2 separate regions of the Zea mays genome follow, and region 2 is linked to region 1. Evidence: chromatin contacts called from public Hi-C data. All regions are on one chromosome and are shown on one strand. The core of a region is the stretch at or near the end of the contact, and the rest is flanking DNA. Distances in the headings are between cores, read along the strand shown.

Region 1 (5,729 bases), core at 1,857-4,356:
CGAGGCAGAGTTCGTCGTCTTTCGAGGCCGAGGCCGAGTCCGAGCCCTGGGGTCGAGCGAGGCGGAGTTCGTCGTCTTCCGGGGCCGAGGCCGAGTCCGAGCCCTGGGGTCGGGCAGGCGGAGTTCGTCGTCTTCCGAGGTCGAGGCCGAGTCCAAGCCCTGGGGTCGGGCGAGGCGGAGTTCGTCGTCTTCCGGGGCCGAGGCCGAGTCCGAGCCCTGGGGTCAGGCGAGGCAGAGCTTCCTATGGCGCCCGAGGCCGGACTTGGCTGTTGTCAGCCTCACTCTGTCGAGCGGCACAGTAGTCGGAGCGACGCAGGCGGCGTTGTCCTCTTGTCAGGCCGGTCAGTGGAGCGGCGAAGTGACTGCGGTCACTTTGGCTCTGTTGACTGAAGGGCGCGCGTCAGGATAAGGTGTCAGGCCATCCTTGCATTAAATGCTCCTGCGATACGGTTGGTCGGTGTGGCGATCCGACCAAGGTTGCTTCTCGGCGAAGACTGGGCCTCGGGCGAGCCGAAGGTGTGTCCGTCGCTTGAGGGGGCCCTCGGGCGAGACGTGAATTCTCCAGGGTCGGCTGCCCTTGCCCGATGCTGGGCTCGGACGAGGCGAGATCGTGTCCCTTGAGTGGACCGAGCCTTGACTTAATCGCACCCATCAGGCCTTTGCAGCTTTATGCTGATGGGGGTTACCGGCTGAGATTAGGAGTCTTGGGGGTACCCCTAATTATGGTCCCCGACAAAAATGCTATAACAATACAACTTGTTTGAAAATTTTACCTAGTGAATGCACTCTAGGTGTGTCAAACATATGCAATGCCAATGTTTATGATGCCATGCTCAAGTTTTAGTTACAGTAACACCAGGGGTGTTACAGAGGAGGAGAACCACGTCCCGCTGGTCCGCTTGCCGGGCATCCCAACCCCATGCGCTTCCCTCATGTGCCTACTCGTTAGGCTATCGATGAAGGGGAGCTCCACTATGGACACGACGATAGAGAGGGAGGATTTGCATATGTTGGAGGAACCAATACTCATGAGCAGTACGATTTGTTCGAGGGAACGGAGCTATGGCTGCCGCCGTAGTCGTCGAAGCAACAGACCTCGACATCATCACCCGCCACGGGGAGGCATTCCATCCAAGACCTTCGTCTTCTTCAACATCTTCTCCATCGCCCGCAACCCGACAAGTGGGAGGATCTGCTCCAGTTCTGGTCATAGATCCAGATCAGGCACGGGGGCAATTTGAGAGGGAGAGGGAGATCCCTACTACTCTATAAGGCTGGTGTGTAGGCGTCACAAGTGTTACCATGCCCTCACCTAGTGCCCCCCGCATGATGCCCGCAACATCATCCCCGACCATGATCCCTATCGTGCTTGCGCCCGATGACCCCCACCCATCGTCCTCGACGTCGTCTCCTCCTTCCCCTAGATCGCATTATCATCCCCACACACAGGCAGCGGCCACAGGTTTGCCTCTATCTCCCACTCCCTGCGCCTCTATATCCCTCTCCTTCCCTAATCGCCCCCACATTTGAGTGCCGCTGTTGTTGGGATGGCCGTGGCCGCGGTCCGCCCATGAGCGGCCACAGGTTTGCCTCTATCTCCCCTCCCCGCGCATCTAAGTTCAGTTTCAAATATAATTAATCAACAACAGTATTTCAAAGAAACAATGATGTGACCAAGATGAGAAGAGAAGGTAGACACTTAGTCATTGCCATCAACAATTTCCCTAGAAATCTCCATCTTCTTGGTGGTGCCTTTGTACAGCTCCTTGAGGCTGCATGGCAACTTCCGCTCGATAGCCGACACCTTCACAGCCTTCCCGCCAGTGTGCATGTCGTGCTCATCCGGGCCGCCGCTGAACGTAGATCCGAATATATTGTCCCTAAAAATGGAGGAGAATCGTGTCCCGCCAGTCTGCTTATAGGGCATCCCACCTTCATGCCGCTTCCCTCATGTTCCTGCTCGTCAGGCTATCAGCGAAGGGGAGCTCTGTTATGGCCATGACGACGAAGGGGGAGGATTTGGATCTGTTGGAGGAAACGATACTCACGAGTAGTAGGATTTGTTCGGGGGAATGGAGCTACGGACACCGTCATAGTTGTCGAAGCAGCAAACCTCGATGTCGTCACCGCTACGGGGAGGCATTCCCTCCAAGACCTCCGTCTTCTTCAACATCTTCTCCATCGGCTGTAACCTGACAAGTAGGAGTACCCGCTCCAGTTCTGATCATATATCTAGATCGGGCGTGAGCGCGATTTGAGAAGGAGATAGAGGCGCGAGAAGGGGGAGATAGAGGCAAACATGTGGCCGCTCGTGGGCGGGGCCATCCTGACGACGGTGGCACCCGGGCGCAGGGGCGGTTTGGGAGGTAGAGGGAGATAGAGGCGCAGGGAGGGAGAGATAGAGGCAAACTTGTGGCTGCTGCCCATGTGTGAGGATGATAGCACGATCTGGGAGGAGGAGACGATGTCGAGGACGATGTGCGGGGTCATCGGGTGGGAGCACGGCGAGGATCATGGTTGAGGATGATGTTGTGGAGGGCACTGGATAAGGGCATGGCCTACACACCAGTCTTACGGCCTGTTTGGTTCAGCTTTTTTCTGACCAGCTTTTCTGAGAATCTGGCTGTGGGGAGAATCTGGCTGTGTAGAGAACCTGAGTATCATTAGGATTACGTGCGGAGGAAGATAAAGGTGTCCATATGACTGAGGATCTAGAAAGTGACGGATTTCTACTATTGCAACGACTCAACCGATTATGTGTTTATGTTGATGTTGAATGGTTTTTAACTAAACGAATTTTATAGAAACTGACTGAAAAACTGAGCGTTTGACAATCCGCAGCAGTTTTTAGTGGCCAGAAGCTCAAAAAAGCTGAAACAAACCGGGGCTTAGTCTCATAGAGTAGTAAGGATAGGGAAAAGTGGTGACACGAAAATTGACAGCCGTGAGAAAATAACATTGACTTATAAATCAGTAAAAATTAAAAATGATGATTTCAGTCAAGTGAAAACTGTATTTACTATATGGAATATTTGATTCGAAAAAGGTGGACTCTGCTGCCCTACTTGACCGACGCTCGAGAAGTCGAGATAGAGACAACCGGCACCCGCCGATCGCTCGCTGGTGGGATGAAGAAATGCTCCGGCGTGCTCTTCATCCTCACACTCGCCGTCGTGCTCTTCCTCCTCTCGCCGTCGCCCTCCCCCACTCCACCCCCCAACACCGCACCCAATGGCCCGATCACCGACCTCCTCCCCACCCTCCCCGGCCTTTCGGACCTCTACCCTCCCGCTCCCAACTCCACTGCACATCTCTCCTGGGGCCTCCTCCGCCCGCTCCTCTGCCGCTCCGACGCGCTCCCGGGAACCTCTGCAGGCGTCCTCGAGGCAGCCGAAGCCTGGCGGAATCTCACCCTGGCTGTCACCGCCGCGGCAAGCGAGGAGGAGGCGCGTCTCCAAGGACTCCGCTGCTCATCGTCCGTGGGAGGGGATCTACGCACGGGACGTGCCACACTCCCCTGCGGGCTCTCGGAGGGCGCGGCATTGACGGTGGTCGGGATTCTCAGGGAGGGGGCGGCCAAGTTCTGGGTGGAAATGCTGGGTGCGAACGGTGAGGTTGTGCTGCACGTCAATGTGAGCCTGGGAGCCGCGGGGGTGTTGGTGGAGCAGAATTCCTGGACGCCAGAGGAGGGGTGGGGGGAGTGGGAGCGGTGCCCGCCTGTTGGTGATGTGGGCAGCAGCAATAGCAGCTTGCAGCTAAGGTTAGCTGTCTTGCTTTACTTTGATGATATGCATGTCTGGCAGGGTTTTAAGTTTTAAATAGCCGGTTATAGCCTTCGCTATATCCCACTATAGCTGTTTTATCAGGGAAAAGCTATGCGCTATAGCCTAATTTAGCCTGCTATATCCCGATATAGCCCGTTATTTGTACTTTTGAGAAGCACGCCGCTAAACCCCTTAGCCCGCTATTTAAACAATGATGTCTGTTGGGAGAATTGCAGATATACTAGTTCGTTTTATCTATGATAAGTCTTTAACTTGCTTATGCCTGTACTGCTTGTATGATTACTAATTTACTAGCAAAATGCAAGTTCAACCTCAGCTTAGCGACTGTCACATGCTTCATGTGAAAGAATATGCAAAGTAGTATTTACACCAGAAGGTAAGTAGCCATAATTGACTGACAAGCAGTAGTTTCCTCATTTCCTGATTGGCTCTTTGATTCCTATATGTTATGTCAGTATTTGGTTGAGGACATAGATGGTCTGCTTCAGGGTTTAAGGGTCAGCATAACTTAAATGTCTCATGGAAGTAAACTAAAAAACCTAGGTGCATTGAGCACTGATTTGTATTTCTTCCATGTCAAATTATAAGACATTTTGGCTTTGCTAGATACATAGCTTTTCTTATGCACTTAGATTACACTATGTCTGGATATAGTTAGAGTAATGTATCTAAAAAAGCCAAAACGTCTTATAATTTGGAATGTGTGTACTTCAGAACTTTTTCTTCTAAAGGTCCAAACAATAAGAAACTAATTTGTGTCTACAGTGTATGGATCATAGTCAAATGCTATAATAAATAAAAGATTTGTAAATATGCAGATTACAGCTCATGAGATTCTTCCTTTCCTATCATCACACTGTAGTCAAATAGATGCAGAGAGTATACGAGCATGGGAGTGTTTCTTTTGTGGTGCCAATGAAGATAGCCATGACTCTAGTTTTGAATTAGGAATGTTGCTGGTGTGATTGAGATACTTGTATTGCAAATCTTTTGATGAATGATAAAAACTAGTGATTAAATGTCAACTGATAATGCAGACCTAGAACCTATTTGTTGATATCATCCTCCATTGTGGATGACTTCTGTTATTATGAATAGCTACAGAGTGCAGTTAACATTCACTTCTGATGAGTAATGCGATGTGACACTTGTGATTGTGAGTAACACTGTGTTCATCACCATAGTAACATGCATATTCAAGTAAAAAATTATAATAACATGCATATGCTACTGTGACAAAAAAAAGATGTTCGTAGATTCTCCGTGTGCTAGGTCTGTTGCAAGTATGTGGTATCCCATGGTAACATAATCATTATTAGCTTCTAACGACAGTCGACTAACATGGTGAGCTGTTAGCTGCTACAGAGTACTGTAGTCCTAATGGAATGCTGCAAAACTGGACATGATGGAAAAAGATTAACATTCCTGAAGAATTTATACTTCTATTGGGATTTAGTGGTGCTTATTAGTACTTTTCTATAAAAGAGTTCCTTCAAAACATTTGCAATTCAAAATTCGATGTGTTAATTATATAGTCCTAGTGATGCCAACTACTGTCTGCAAAATCCATTTACAATAGGTTCTCCATTTTTCAATAAATGATCATATGCTTTTGTTCTAGTATCCTTTATCATGTTCTTTAGTATCTTACTGTTGACAACTAAATAGTTGTCTCTAGGATTTTAGTTCCTAAACACTTGTGTTATTTATAGCGTAGCGAAAGGGCCTCTAGCTGAGTTGGTTAGATGGTCTGAGTAGTACTCCTTAGGTCCTGAGTTCGAATCCTAGTGGGAGCGAATTTCAGGCTGAAGTTAAAAAAGGTCACTCGCTGGTTCCTGGTTGTGTCATTGTGTGCATATGAGATGGACTGACCTATAAGGGACAGATCCTTGTGTAGGGGCTGGGAGGGCTCAAAGCACAAGTAAAGGTCTGACCTATAGGGGC
Region 2 (5,729 bases), core at 1,293-3,792, 230 kb before region 1:
ATCTTGCTCGGCTTGTTCCTGAACCCGGCGGCGATCACGTCGTCGGGAGTTCCTTCGTTCTCTGAAGACGCGTTCCTCCGGAGTTTCTCCTATCTCCGAGACCTCGTCTCGCGAGACAGGTTGCTCCGGATCTCGTTCTCCAGCCGCGTGATGTCGTCGAACGTTCCTGCGCCGGTTTCTCCGTCCGCGGGATTCTCGTTGAGGTGGTTCTTCTCCGGGTGCGGTTGGCTCATCGTCGGAGACGGGAGGCGACTCCGCTCTCCCGATGAAGAGGACGTCGGGATAGAATGGTGCTGCTGTCGTGGCGACCTTCTTTCCGTTCTCCTTTGAGGGCGGAGGAACGGAAAAAACAACTTGCTTCCCCTTGGTCTCCTTCTTCCTCGCGATCTGTGTCCATTCTTTTGTCGGGGAAGTAGACAGTGGAGTTCTCCGGGTCAGCGGGCTCTCGGCCCCCGACTTTCCGGAGACGATCTTTTTCCGGAGAGCTGGAGGTTGCGCTTCTCCGACATTTTCGGAGTTTGTTGGAGGAGACTTCTTTTTCGGCGGATCCGCAATGCGGTGTAGAGTTCCCTCTTCATCTGCTACGGATGAGATTGTTCCGAAGAAGAATACGGATCCGGGGCGGAGGGTGATCTTGCTGTGGAAGGTGACGGCCATTGAGCTAGCTTGGATCATCGACACACCCCCTACCTGGCGCGCCAGCTGTCGGTGTTTTGGGTCCAACCGCACACCTGGGGTTGCCCCTCAAGGTGTTTTTAGGAGTAGGACGGTGTCGCCGACTGTAGCAAAATGGTTTGTGCCAGATGCACGAGGGACAGTGGACAATGTTTACAGGTTCAGGCCGCTTAGAGATGTGTAACACCCTACGTCCTGGTGAGTATGCTTGGTGAATGAGATTACAAGGGAGCTCTCCGAATTGAGAATGCAGAGAGTTGAGGTGGATGGCTGAGTGATAGGGTCGATCGTTCTGAAGGGGTGCCCCCTAGGCCTTATATACTCGACCGTGGGGCAATACACGTGGATATGATAACAATGTGTAACTAAAAGATAGTGAACTGTTTGAGTTTATCTCTCTATAGTTCCGTCGACCTATCCTGGCATGGCCCCGTTGCATGGGGGTTCCAGCGCGGGAAAGTCGGATCTCTGTTGTGGTCGCTCGCTCGACGTTGTGGGCCGTCCGGGCTTGCACCAATCCGGCCTCATGTCGATCTGCTTTGCTGATTGTCCCTCCCCAGGGCCACGAAAGAATGACCTTACGATTTATTGGGCCCTTGGGCCTTTCGTGAGGTCTTTTACTCTTCTAGTGGACCCGGGGGATATCTGTCCCCCACAGTGGGAACATACAATTAGGCCTGATGTTCCAATTGACCTAAGAGGGTATTTTCTTCGTACCACCTTCTCAACAGTTTAATTTTTTTCTATGATAATCATTGTATATAACATAGTTGGCCAAAGATTGTTCTATAGGCTTAATACCAGCTACCTCGTTCTACAAGTTATGACCATGTGGGGAAATGACAGACGAATGAAATTTATTAGGGTGAGTGTAATACGTTCGTTTAATGTTCAAACATACATTCTGGTTACATAATACAAATTTGACGTTTTGTTCTCTGTTGTCTTTGTGTGTAGGATGCAAAGATTTTTCAAAGGAACTTTGTGATTGATCTGTTAAGTTATGAGGACAATTCGTGTCGATATGTCATCCCTGTAAATATACAACAACGACTTATTGATATCGCTGAAAAAGACTAGATTAGTGTATGGTTGTCGACATATTTGTTTGTCATTACAAAGTTCTAAATTAACTCTTTAGAAATAATTTGTATGATATAGATAATGTTTACCACACAAAACTTACATATCATAGTGATATTTTTCGTTCCGTTTATATATTTCATACAAATTTTTTTACTCCCGTCGCAGCGCACGGGCACTCACCATTATATTCACGCCGCCCATCGCTAGGGCTCTAAGTGTATTGGAGGCTCGCAATTTGTGTTCTGTAGTATTGCACGGGCACCTAGGGCTTAAGATCTTTTCAGAATGCAAATATTTTATAGAAATAAAGCAAAAATTTTATAGCAATCAGTTTAATTTTATCATGTACTGTAAAAAATAAAAAATGAACAGGCGATTTGGTGTCATTCATGCGGAGGCACGCGCGATTCATTCAGCACGCCACGCGATGCGGGGATGTGGAAATAACAGAAACGAAAAGAAGGCCGCCTACCTGCCATTTTTGAGCACGTGGCAGGGTTGACAGCAAGGCTCAATAGGCGCATTACACGTGCCCCCCTTCCGCCTCGCTGGTGCAGCTTTCCTCGGTTCCTAGCCCCCGTCGCCACGACTCCACTCCCCGTTCCCCGATAGCAGGAAAGCGAGAAACAGCCACCACAAAATCTCCGACCCGGCCCCACTGACGGGACCCACTCCTCGGTTTCACTACGACCCTCGCCCAATCCAGGCCCCGCAAGTCAGTGAGGCGAGGCCGGACGAATGGCAAGTTGGGCAGCGCGGTCCGAGGGGCGCCGCCGACCCGACCGTGCTGGAAACTTCTAACCAAAACCCCTAATGTCTCGAGGTGGCGCACCCCAACAAACTGGCTCCGCCTCCTTCCTCCTCCCCTCCGGCCTCCGCCGCTGCCTTCTTTTCCCCGTGCGCATAGTCGCTCGCAGAGGCGCCGACATCACTTCGTCCGGACCGGAAACACGCACGAAGTGAGGACCAGCACCAAACACCGCGCCGCTTCTCCTATATTTGTTCCTCTCCCGGAGCCGCATCGTGTGTAAGCGTGTGGCGGATCCATGGCAGCGGCGGCGGATACCTCGGAGGCGTCCGCGGCAGGAATCGCGCTCGCAGAGGCCAATATCAACTGGGAGAGGTACGCGCCACGTTCCCCTTCATAGATAGAGAGTTAATAAGAATCCAAAAGAGGAACCTTTTCATCCTGGAAGTCAGGTTACGTTTGCGGCCTGGCATCTTTTGGTCCTTCTCCAGATCGCCAGCGTGCTTTTAGTTTGGTTGGACTCTCAGCCCGCCGCTTGCTCCCGTGCTTGGCACGGGCCGAGGATGAGGAATGGGCAGCCAGGGAAGAGTGGGTTACATGAAGGTGATTCACGGGCGCATTGCGTCTTTTCCCAACCTTTTGGTGGGCGGGGGCCGCGGCAGAGGTCCACGAGATCAGTGCCGCAGATGTGGACGGGGAACGGAACTTGGTATTCTGGGAAACCTGTAAATTTAATTGGCAAAACTTGACGTGTTTAGAGAGGAATCGATTGTATTCCCCAATTCCAGCAGCCGCTGCTATGTTCAAGCTGGTAGTTACTATACTTCAATCTGCTTCAAACTGGTGCGGTTAACAAGTAGACATGTTTTTTTCCCATTGTTCATCTTTGTATGGAAATTTGACACAGAGATGAGCATGTCCTTAAAGAATAAGGAAATCCAAATGCTTAGCTTTTACATATGACGTATTGTTTTAGTACACATGTAACACGTCCCAGCAGTTTCTGATTCTAATTGTGCTTCTGGGGTCCTTGATTCAAGCCATAGCTTATAGGGATTTGTACTGAGACCTTATGTTGTAAATATTCTCCTTTGTGGCATATGAGTTCTCAATTTCTCAAGGCAATTTCCATTAGACAGGCAATAGCTATGCACAGAACTGACTTTTGCCTTTAAAGAATGGGAGATTCATTTGTGAACTAACGTCTACACCCATCAAGATTTCATGAGCTTTCTTTGTGCCAAAAGTTCTTCAACGTTTGTACATGTAGAAATATTTGGAGAATTATGTTAAGTGAAGAAAGTAGTTCAGGTACTCCTGATTGTTGTAGATCACTCTAGGGTTCATAAAATTCCTTTAAAATCACATGTTCGAACTGTTACTGTTACCTGCATCTTTTTCATCCATGATGTGGACAGTAATTTTGGTTTTCATGTCACCTGTACTCAAAGGCCTGTAGAGTTGCATGCTATTTTGGAAATGTCATGCTGGCAACATGGCAATTTGCATAAATTATGGACTTCGAATATATAAAGAAAATGTCAATTTTTCATGTTCCTATAACTGATGTAGCTATCTTTTTGTATCACGCTTAAGGTTGGACAAGACGAGGTTTCATGTGATTGGAGCTATCCTGTTCACGGCCCAGCAAGGTGCTCTGCACCCAACAGCTGTTGTGAAGACTAGGATGCAGGTTGCTGAAGGTGGGCTTGCACATATGTCTGGGTTTGCTGTTTTTAGGAGGATATTGAGAAGCGATGGCATCCCTGGCATTTTCAGAGGATTTGGCACCGCTGCTGTTGGAGCTCTGCCTGGGCGAGTGCTAGCTCTAACATCACTGGAGATCTCTAAAGAAATGACATTTAAGTATTGTGAACATTTTGATCTGTCAGAGGCGTCACAAATTGCTATAGCAAATGGCATTGCAGGTCTAATGTCGAGTATCTGTTCATGCTCATACTTTGTGCCTCTAGATGTGGTGAGCATTCTTTCACACTAGCTCCATATTGTCTTAAGTCCAACTTTTGTGCTTAGCAACTATTAGCCAATTCACCAACAGCATGTGAACAAGTTTGTTGAATATATTTGTTTCCAACGGAGGACGCTATAAATCTGAATATATGATGCATGTGACGTATGAAGCAATGAACACAGAAACGATCATTTGACATATTTTCATTTTTGGGTGATACTCCTATAGTGAAGCTATCATGTTGCAATTGCTTGTGGTTCTTTAGATTTCTAAACCTCAGTCATTATACTGTTCATTTTAATCATTATGTTCGCTTTATGATGCATAGCTATGTACATTGTCAAATCATGATCATTGTACTGTTTCATGAAGTTCCTAGATGACTATCTTTCTGTACAGAGCAAGGGCTGACCATTTAAGGAATAATTTATTCATATAAATCCATTATATTACATTTCACAATATTATAGTTCTTCACAAATGTGCTTAAAACCATTTTCTGTATGACATCCTTATTTTGTTATCTAATTTACATGCTCTTCTATATTTCTGAACTCACAGATTTGCCAAAGGCTCATGGTTCAAGGATTGCCAGGGATGGCAACATACAGGGGCCCATTCGATGTGATAAATAAGGTTGTCAGAACAGAAGGGATCCGGGGGCTTTATCGAGGTTTTGGTATCACTATGTTGACTCAGTCGCCAGCTTCAGCCCTTTGGTGGAGTGCATATGGTGGTGCTCAACATGCTATTTGGAGGTGTGTGTATTTTTTATTTGACATTTATTGTTCATTGTGTCTACAAAGATATTAGTGCCATGCTTGATTAATATTCTTGCACTCCTCAAATAGGAGTTTGGGTTATGGAAATGACTCACAAACAAAACCATCTCAATCAGAACTTGTTGTTGTCCAAGCAACAGCAGGAACAATTGCTGGTGCTTGCTCGTCGATTATCACCACTCCAGTAGATACCATCAAGACTCGGCTTCAGGTAAGTTTAGTTGTTCTTCTGGTGTGGTTATGTATCTTTGCAGACCCATAGTTTTCTGTGGCATTTGTCATCTTATTTATAAAAAAAACTCGACCTGCGAGGTAAGACAGCCCTGGGCATTGTATTAACAAGAAGACCTCATACAGGACGAGAGAACTCCTAAACCTTTGCACCACCCATACACAATGACATCATAGGCCTATGCATAGGTGAAATTTCCTCTCCTATACCCTCCAGCAGCGTTCTCTAAATATA

What was found. Hi-C and Micro-C count contacts between places; a contact is called where the count stands out from the background.
Region 2: a contact with region 1 is called in a Hi-C map of ear, with 3 times the contacts expected there. The contact joins the promoter of LOC100194020 here to the promoter of LOC100284618 in region 1. A contact is called at or near these places in 2 of 25 Hi-C or Micro-C datasets (ear and tassel).

Annotation. Positions count from the first base shown.
Region 1 is chr3:60,583,873-60,589,601 of Zm-B73-REFERENCE-NAM-5.0, reverse strand. LOC100284618 (beta 1, 3 galactosyltransferase) reads left to right here and starts at 3,106. Exons shown (of 7, transcript NM_001157513.2): 1 at 3,106-3,760. The coding sequence starts at 3,129.
Region 2 is chr3:60,814,842-60,820,570 of Zm-B73-REFERENCE-NAM-5.0, reverse strand. LOC100194020 reads left to right here and starts at 2,542. Exons shown (of 6, transcript NM_001139083.1): 1 at 2,542-2,884; 2 at 4,106-4,487; 3 at 5,043-5,239; 4 at 5,333-5,474. The coding sequence starts at 2,808.